Linked DNA regions of Mus musculus: regions 1 and 3 are each linked to region 2. A link is a contact called in public HiChIP or PLAC-seq data. All regions are on one chromosome and are shown on one strand. The core of a region is the stretch at or near the end of the contact, and the rest is flanking DNA. Distances in the headings are between cores, read along the strand shown.

Region 1 (2,896 bases), core at 63-2,562, 280 kb before region 2:
GTCCTGCACATGGCACTCACCAATCTTGGTGAGCCACCTGGCAATGCAGCCGTAAACTTCATCCAGCAGAATGATGACCACGAGGTTGATGATAACAGCGGTGGCCGTGACTGTAACCCGGATGTTGGACCGCACAGACGGGGAGGAGTTCATGGCCAAGGCTGCAGCTGTGGAGATTCTATAGATGATAACTCCGAGGACGATTGCAAATGTCACTGCGATCTGCAGGGCAGGCGTAGACATGCTTAGTGGGAATGCTAGGGGTGGTTTGGGGGAAGGCGAAGAGCTCCTGTGAACCTGCTCGTCTGCTCCTAACCCCCAATTTTCCTGCATCAGAACTAAAGCTGGAATTACTGGAGTCACCCACCCGATGCCAGGTTTTCGGTAGGAGTCAGACCGCAGAACAAGAAGAAAAAGTGGGAAGACTCCCAGGATCAGAGAGGTCGTGTGGCTGGGTCAGGGCACCTAGCTCTGGAACAGGCTTCACCAGCTGGTTCTTCCAAGCCTAAAGTTCTCCAGATCTGTTTACAATCCTTCCTTACTGTCCCCTATGTAGATCCCAGGACACTGTAGCCACACCCCCAGTGGCTGTTCTGGTGGGTGGTAGAGCAGACTGGCTGCCGTGGATGCTTCTTGCCCAACCTGAGGCAACTAAGATAGCAGACATTTAGTGTGCAGGGCTGAGTTGGTGCCCTCACTGTGATCATGTAGATGGTGGCATCCTGCAGGTTTGCTGGGGCATGGGCAGAGTCTTCCCACAGATATCTTGCAGTTACTACCTTCCAGCTCTTCCATGACAGCAGTCCCAAAGCTAGCCAAACCCATCTCAGGCTACAACATTCCATGGAACTCAGACTGCTGGTGCCTGAGAGATGGGTGGGAAGCTGGTGACAGGTTTGTTCCGCCTGCTACAGTCGTCTGTCTGGGTTCCTTTTCCCTTTGGCACAGGTCCATGGGTAAGACCCAGTCTCTGCCCAGCCCAAGGGTGTGAACACCCCACCCTAGAGCTTGCTGGGCAAGGGTTGGCATGTCTGAGGTTCGAAAAGCAAAGCATAGCTGGGCTTTAACCAATTGTGTGTAGGTTTTGGCTGCTCTGGGCTCGGGCCCTTATGCCCCTGAGTCCTGGATGGAGGGGAAGCCTTGTCCTTGCTGGCATGGTCTCTTATGGCTCCTGGCACTGCTGCTCTCTGTTGCCCACTCAGGGGACATGGCCTTTGGAATTTCTTCAGAAGACTTGCCCTGTACACTATGGGCCATAACCAGACCTTTCCAGACATCTGTTAGTGACTAAACAGAGAAACACCCTGCCTGGGAAACCATCTGCAGCCCCCACTATGCCCTGTAAGCACAAGGCATGGATACCACGCCTTGATCTGTGCCAGGCACTGAGGTTTTCCTCGGAACACCCCTCAGGTCTGCCAAGAGGCCATTCCTGGCCATAAGGACATCTCTTGTGCCAGCGTGCAGAGGTGGGGAAGGCTCTGGGTCTGTGGTGACTCAGCAGAGGCAGCCCTCCACCCTCCTCCTCTGAGGGAGCCACGAGCCATGTGCCCTGCACTTCTGGCTGGCCATGCACACTGATGTCTTCAGGCTTAGCTCATGTGCATCACCAGTATCTGTGCCTGAATGGAACTCTGGGGTCAGGAGTGAAGCTGTATCTCCCATCAGCCATGAACCTGTATCTCTTGTGACAGGACCCTTAAAAAAAGACAGTCCCAGCTGGTTTCCTACCTGTGTCTGTCTACCCTGGCTTCACTCACCTACCTCTGTTAGCTCACCCTATATTCCTTATTAAGGCAGGGGAGGTAGGTAGGAGAAAGGATTCTGACCAATGGGATACATTGTGGGAGGGTCTTCTGAGGAAGCCCCCTTCACACACAGGCAGCCTCTGCTGCTCATCTTTTGCTTTATTCTCAGCTTTCCCCTTTCTTACCTGGAATGCAGAAGTGATGTTGGAGGAGGAGCTATAAGGCAATCGGGATGAGTGAGCAGAAGTCCAGAGATGCCAGTGCCTCTGGCCACACTAGGCCCTAGGCTACCTACCCTCTTCCTAAGCCATCACTGGCCCTTTTGCTAGGAGCAGCTGAACTGTGGGGCTGCTGGAGTCTCTTGATTCCCGAGCTTTGCCCTTCACTGACTAAGGGCTGGGGGTGTGATTCTCTGGTTATGCCTCAGTACCTGAGGGAACGTGCCGCCCTCAAAATGAAGCTGAGAGTGTGTCTGTAGTCCCAGCTACTCTAGAGGTCAAGGTTCAGAAGCTCAGGAAGAGCCTGGGCAGCACAGGCCTCATCAAAGTGAATCAGAGCAAATGAGTGTGAGCTTGACTTCCTGTGAGTTCCTGGCTTCTCCAGGAAAAGGTGGGTGAAGCTAAGGCCTACACTGTCTTCCAGCGGCCCACCCTGCCCAGGAAACACAGCCTGACTCAAGGCTGTCTGTCCATCTCATATGAAATGAGGGGCCCGTAGGGCAGATGAAGAAGAAATAAGCTGTTAGCTTTGCCCCTTCTGGCTTGGCCTTCCAAAGAACAGCCTTTAGATCTGTTTCCTCAGCAGCAGCATTGTGGAGTCAGGGCTGGCTAGCTGTGATGACTGAATGGATCATTCCCTGGAAAGCCCTTGGGGCAGGTGGCTGATGGGCATCTTGGACTGAGAGACTAGGTGGCTGTGCCAGGATTTCATCAAAACCTCTCAGGCTAGACAAAAGATGACAAGTGGCCCATGCCACGTGAAGGTTAAGACAAGTACAGGTGGTTTGAGGCAGAGGCCTGGTGGGGCCAATGGGAATGAGAGCCTCGTAAAAACCATGAGGTGTTTGCTGGGTCTTTAGAATCAGCTTAGAGCCACCTGTCCTGTTCTTCCTCTTTTTCTTAGATTTTGAGACAGCCTCACTATGTAGC
Region 2 (2,738 bases), core at 212-2,711:
ACCAACATCTCTAACTCTTCTGGGAGTCCCTGAGAAGGGCGCAGAGTGGGGATGGGGTGCTGCCACCCGCATGCCACCCTCCAGCCCAATTTGGGGGGACTCTTCAGTAAAGCCTCTGCCAACCTCCCTGGTACCCCACATTTATCACGGACATTAAAACAAAAGCGTCAGGAGAAGGCAATTAAGATTAATAGCCCGCGCTGTCGATTGAGAATCACAAGGGAGAAGTAATTAGATTTTACAGGAGACATCGCTCTCTAAAACAAGCCTCACAGCATGGGAGTCCCCGGTCCTGAGAGCCTTCGGTGATGTCTTTTTGTAAAGGCTTTCCTGATGACATTCTCCCAGAGCTCCGTCATTAATGCCAGTCACTGATGGCGTCTGAAAGTGGCGTGTTCCTCATTGAGATTCATCAGATCTGCCATTTCTCTGCTGTCCCGCCCCTGCAGACAGACCTCCCATCACCACGGAGCTAGGCCAGTACCTTTTTACCCAAACCAGCCTCCTGGGGCCCCACATACAGGAGTTGGGGGGTTGGAGGCATAATGAGAAAGGATAAGCGCTGAGCCAAAGCCCCCTGCGAGGACCCTTTCTTTCAGGCAGGGGAATTCTCTGCAGGCTGCCTCCTTTTCTTTGCAAGAGCGGCTCTAGGAGAAGCCCCCATTCTCCTCCCACCTGACCGGCCGCCAGCAGCGTCCACCGTTGCTCCTAGCTGGCCCCCTCCTCTCCGGTACGCAGCTGTCCCCCGCGCACAGACTCAAGGGCCTGATCATCGACCCAAGAGGGGATCCCGCGGCCTGCCGTGCTTCTGCACGCTGGTCAGTCCACCCTTCTCAAAAGTCGCAGCCCCAGTGACATTCCACTTGTGGAGTCCACGCGCGAGGCAGGCAGAGGACGTGCAGACAGCGACTGGCAGCACATTGGAGACCGAAACTAGGGCTGAAGCGCCACCTAGTGCGTGCGACACGTTCTCACGAGGTCTCCACCTTGTAGGGCAAATATCCATGAAAAGGGAGCCTAGGTCTGGGGCCGGGAGAATGAGGGAGGGTAGGATCTGCGATAGCGTGCTAAAGGAGAGATTCAAGACTCAAACAGGGGGCTACGGAGGCAGAGCTCTGCGTGCCTTCTAGTCTCTGTGACTGTCCCACGCGCATCCCTCTGAAAGCCCAGGGCCTGAAGACCTCAATAATTAATAGTAAAATTAAAATAGCCTATTCAATAACCACCAAGATACTGTGCATTGAACACTTGCTCCCCAGGCCAGGGTCGCAAAGGGGGGGCTCCTCCTCTGCCAGATCTGGCCGGCCTGGGCGGGGTCACTGGGTTGGGGCTTGAATGGGTGTGTGCGGGGGGCGGAGACTTGATGCAATTAGGAGGAGAAATGCTCTGATGCCCGGGTCACCTACCCGCGGGGCCCGCGGGACGAAACGTATATAAGGCCGCGTGCCCGGAGCCACCCCACTGTCGGAGCAGTAACTCTGTGCGCCCCACGCCACAAGCGCCCAGTTGCTTTGTGGGTTGTGCCTGCCCTGCGCCTGCAACTTGAGTCCCCGCCGCATCGCAGTCTCCGCGCCACCTTTGTAACGGCCTTCAGGACCCCGAGGTGTCATGGCGAGAAAGTGGAACGGGCGTGCGGTGGCCCGAGCCCTGGTCCTGGCCACTCTGTGGCTGGCTGTGTCTGGGCGTCCCCTGGCTCAGCAATCCCAGTCTGTGTCAGATGAAGATCCACTCTTTCTCTACGGCTGGGGCAAGATTACCCGCCTGCAGTACCTGTACTCCGCTGGTCCCTATGTCTCCAACTGCTTCCTCCGAATCCGGAGCGACGGCTCTGTGGACTGCGAGGAGGACCAAAACGAACGAAGTGAGTATCATTCAGCCCGTCCCCTCCGGTCCCTTAGGACCCAGAAGCACGTGGGTGTGTCGCCGTGGCCTTAACATCCTCCCACCCCTGACTTCCAGACTGGAGCTGGGGAAGGGCGATGCAGTGTGGCCCCGCTGTACTCACGTGTTGCTGGGGCCCGGCAACATCTTTCTCTTGCTCGCAGATTTGTTGGAATTCCGCGCGGTCGCTCTGAAGACGATTGCCATCAAGGACGTCAGCAGCGTGCGGTACCTCTGCATGAGCGCGGACGGCAAGATATACGGGCTGGTGAGTGTTCCTCCACGCGGCGGGATGCTCGCGGCCGCGTTGGGTCCGTATTGTTTTTGTTTGTTTGTTTGTTCTTTCGCCTCCTGCTCAGGTCCAAAAGGAACTTCGAGGGCAAGGTACCAATGATAGTGGGGCTAATATTGCTCTTGCCCGCCCTGCGTAAAGTGATGGCCCCAGGCTGTAGCGGGGGAGCAGGGAGACCAGAGAAGCTGTCTAATCTTCCCAAAGACTGGGCTAACTGCTGAGTCCCATTCAGCTTTCGGCCCCTTTGATACTGAACAGGAAAGCCTCCTCTCCTGGCTTTGCGTGTTCGTGGTCCTCGATTTCCTCCCCCTCCCTCAAATAAAAAAGAAAAGAAAAAGGAAAGAAGGGTCTTTTCAATCAATTTTTCTTAGGTCCATGGTGTGATGCAAAAATTAGATACTTTAGAAAGTACCCAAGATGCTCATCTGCTTGTGACCTGGGGGAACTGGAGTGAGGCGAGATGGCTAGGTTCACATAACCCCTAAAAATCGGTAGTCATGAAGTATGTAGGCTAGTGCTCTGTAGGAATAGAGGCTGGGTTCAAAGAAGCCTTCAGCCCTACCTC
Region 3 (2,700 bases), core at 117-2,616, 270 kb before region 2:
CACACACACATGTATGCATGCACACACATGTACACACACACATGCACATGTGCATGTGCACGTGCACACAACATACAGACACACACACTCAAGCATGTTCAAGCGCACATGCATGTGCACAGGTACACATGTGCATACACATGCATGCACACATGCACACTCACACGCATAGGGTCTATTCCTACTACTACATAGCTGCCAGAGGGAAGCTGAGGTAATCCCTCAGCTGCTATGCATATTGCTAGGCCAGTGAGATAGTAAGCAAGCTGGACCAATGTGACCAATCTGGCAGTGTTCTATGCTTGTACTGGGGCTTGGGGTGTCACTGTGGGGTGGCCCTAGGTGAGCAGTGTGTGCTCTAGCCTGGGGCAGCAGCAAGGAGGCAGGAATGAGAGAGTATGAGAGAAATGGTGTCAGAGGGACGGAGTCTGTACGGCCATCGCACACACCCCCTGATCCTTATACACTCGAAGCAGAAGCAAGAAGAGTAGGAGTTCAAGGTCATCCCTGGCTATAGATCAAGTTCAAAGCTAGTGTCAGCTTCACGGAACCCTGTATTTAAAAAAAAAAAAAAGTCAAAAGTAAGAAAAAAATCTTTAAGAGGCACCAGGTGCCACCTTCTTTGGAACAGGATACAGAGTAGGGACGACAGGTCTCTGCAAAGGCAAGATGGATGACTCTGTACACATGGGTGAGTCCACGACAAAGGAGGTGTTACCCACTACCTGTGACAGACTTCATTCACTGTTGGTGAACACTTCCCACCCTCAAGGCTAGGCCATGTGGGTGGCACTTCGGTGAGGACCCTTCAAGAACCTTTAGGGCTGGGGCACAGCTCAGTGATAGAACCCAAGCTTAGCCCCTATGAAGCTGGCTGCAGGAAGCTCTAGTTCCAACCCTAGCACAGCCACCAAACAGACAAACAAACTCAAGGTCTGCTGTGGCAGGTTGTGGTTTCCATATTTGGGTTGCAGCCAAGTCGCTGTCTCTGGAGAGCTCAGAAATGATTTAGCTCAAATGAAGTGTGGGGTCACACAAACACCTCCCCTCCATCGGAGACCTCCTTCCTCCTAGAGGAGCCTCACCCTAGAGGTTGCTGCTCAAGCTCTGAGGGAGGCTGAGGCTCCAGAGGCTCCTCTCCTACCTTTCCTCCTAGAATTCTCCAGGGAGAGACTTCATGGTCAGACACAACCTCGAGGCAGATCCTCCCAAGGTGGGTAGCGGTGCACCCTGGGAAATGTGATGAACCCAAGTACCCTGAGGAGCTGATGTCCATCTCAGAGAATGCTCTGGCCACTGTCCTCCATTGCAATTGAGTCCCTCCTGACCAGTCACTGTAGAACTTACTCTGTCATTTATGGCCTCTGACTCAGTGTAAGGCAGGAAAACATCTATAACATGGTAACCCAGAGTGTTGGCTTCTGATTCCTCCTAGCAAGAACATGAAGTTCTTTAGAGCAAGTCCCTGCTGACCTCTCTAAGATCCCCTGACACACTCCCACCCATTTCCTGCAGCAGCAGGTTCCTTCAGTGTCCTGCACCTCACCCCCAGGGCTTTTGCACATGCTGTTTCCTTGGAATCCTAGTTGTTAAGACTTAAGAGCACTGAACCCCATTGGGCTTGCTTCTTGTGGTTTCTGAGGTGGTGAATACTTGGCAGCACCCCTTACACACTGACTGGTAAGTCTCTTTAGAGACTCTGTCAGCCATAGGACCTCAATGATCACCCTGTTGCTGCCTCCAAAGTTCTGAGGTTACAGGTACACAAACAAACACACTTTAAAACAAACAAACAAAAAAACAGGGATACTAGGGATTTGAACTCAGATCCTCAAGCTTGCATAACAGGAGTTCTTATCTACTGAGCTGTCTCCAAAACCCCACTCTGTGGGCACTCTCATAGGCATTTTCCTAACCCCACCCCCAACCCAATAGTTCAATGTGTTCAGTGGCAGCAACCATTCATAAAAGGTGTGGAACGTGGGCTGAGACTGTGCCCACGGCCTGCCTCCTCTCACCACATTCCCAGCTTAGAGACAGACGAGGAAGCTGAACTTAGAGCTCAGAGTCTCAGTGAACACACTGGGCTGTCCAGTGGCTTAAGACATGGCACTGAATAATCTGCCAGGCCCACCACTGGGACTTTTACCCACTGCACATCTTCACTGCTGTCTGCATGCCTGCCTCCTAACCATGTAGCTCAGTCTGACTCTGAGGACGTTGGTACCAAGAAGGAACCCTTAGACTGGGGCCTTCAGGCAGAGAGAAAATGTGGGCTGCATTAGATCCAGGTGAACAGGAGGTTCTGGTACATCTTTGGCCACGTTTCCCTCTTAGTAAGGTGCTTGTCTGACCAGCACAGGCTAAGATGACATAGACTGGGAAGGGACCCAGAATTACCCCCTTGGTCTACTATGGCTTCCCACAGCCAAGAGTGTTCAAGGCTGTCCTGGCCTTTTTCCTGCCCTGTAACCCATCAGCCAGTTGAGTCCAGAGGTGATAAAGTAGGCCCTCAAATGCTACCTATAAGGTTATCATAGCTCAGTTCACAAGCTTTCTGCCTCTTCTAGGCAGCCTCTCCTAGGTGATCCTGCCATTCTCTTCCAAGACTTTTCCTTTCAGCTGGGAGCCCTGGAGGTGCATGCTCAGAGCTTGCAGGCAGTATGGGAACCAGCCACCCCTGTGTGACTCATATATCCC

Evidence for each region. HiChIP or PLAC-seq counts read pairs in DNA pulled down with a chosen protein or histone mark.
Region 1: a contact with region 2 is called in a CTCF HiChIP or PLAC-seq map of the NIH/3T3 cell line, with 7 read pairs. The contact joins the enhancer-like site here to the promoter of Fgf15 in region 2. A contact is called at or near these places in 8 of 39 promoter capture datasets (the 3T3-L1 cell line, embryonic stem cells, epiblast stem cells and 4 more), 1 of 15 datasets of contacts at CTCF or cohesin (the NIH/3T3 cell line), 5 of 484 Hi-C or Micro-C datasets (the P5424 cell line, bone marrow-derived macrophages, cerebral cortex and 2 more), 17 of 115 datasets of contacts at active chromatin or transcription factors (astrocytes, bone marrow-derived macrophages, embryonic basal ganglia and 10 more) and 1 of 9 other capture datasets (adipose tissue).
Region 3: a FOXA1 HiChIP or PLAC-seq map of pancreatic cancer cells shows a contact between it and region 2. The contact joins the enhancer-like site here to the promoter of Fgf15 in region 2. A contact is called at or near these places in 18 of 39 promoter capture datasets (the 3T3-L1 cell line, 3T3-L1-derived adipocytes, the HPC-7 cell line and 12 more), 1 of 15 datasets of contacts at CTCF or cohesin (the NIH/3T3 cell line), 1 of 484 Hi-C or Micro-C datasets (the AML12 cell line), 14 of 115 datasets of contacts at active chromatin or transcription factors (astrocytes, bone marrow-derived macrophages, craniofacial prominence and 8 more) and 1 of 9 other capture datasets (embryonic stem cells).

What each region holds. Positions count from the first base shown.
Region 1 is chr7:144,611,594-144,614,489 of GRCm38.p6, forward strand. Ano1 (anoctamin 1, calcium activated chloride channel) reads right to left here. Exons shown (of 26, transcript NM_178642.6): 17 at 21-222. Among named protein-coding and RNA genes, the nearest start is that of Fadd, 31 kb to the left of the region's middle. Within about 2 kb of position 1,313, at least 47 of the 459 cell types and tissues checked have an H3K27ac peak or open chromatin away from gene starts, as enhancers often do. A contact at or near this core is called in the NIH/3T3 cell line, embryonic fibroblasts and pancreatic cancer cells, where this site is marked.
Region 2 is chr7:144,895,071-144,897,808 of GRCm38.p6, forward strand. It overlaps Fgf15 (fibroblast growth factor 15), which reads left to right and starts at 1,462. Exons shown (of 3, transcript NM_008003.2): 1 at 1,462-1,861; 2 at 2,046-2,149. The coding sequence starts at 1,609. It overlaps Gm26793 (a long non-coding RNA gene), which reads right to left. Exons shown (of 2, transcript XR_003946907.1): 1 at 2,006-2,738; 2 at 1-1,835. RefSeq lists a promoter at 1-1,547, enhancers at 48-94, 69-611, 69-420, 441-473 and a cis regulatory region at 1,314-1,328.
Region 3 is chr7:144,629,840-144,632,539 of GRCm38.p6, forward strand. The region is part of intron 12 of Ano1 (anoctamin 1, calcium activated chloride channel); the gene reads right to left. Among named protein-coding and RNA genes, the nearest start is that of Fadd, 49 kb to the left of the region's middle. Within about 2 kb of position 1,367, at least 12 of the 459 cell types and tissues checked have an H3K27ac peak or open chromatin away from gene starts, as enhancers often do. A contact at or near this core is called in pancreatic cancer cells and trophoblast stem cells, where this site is marked.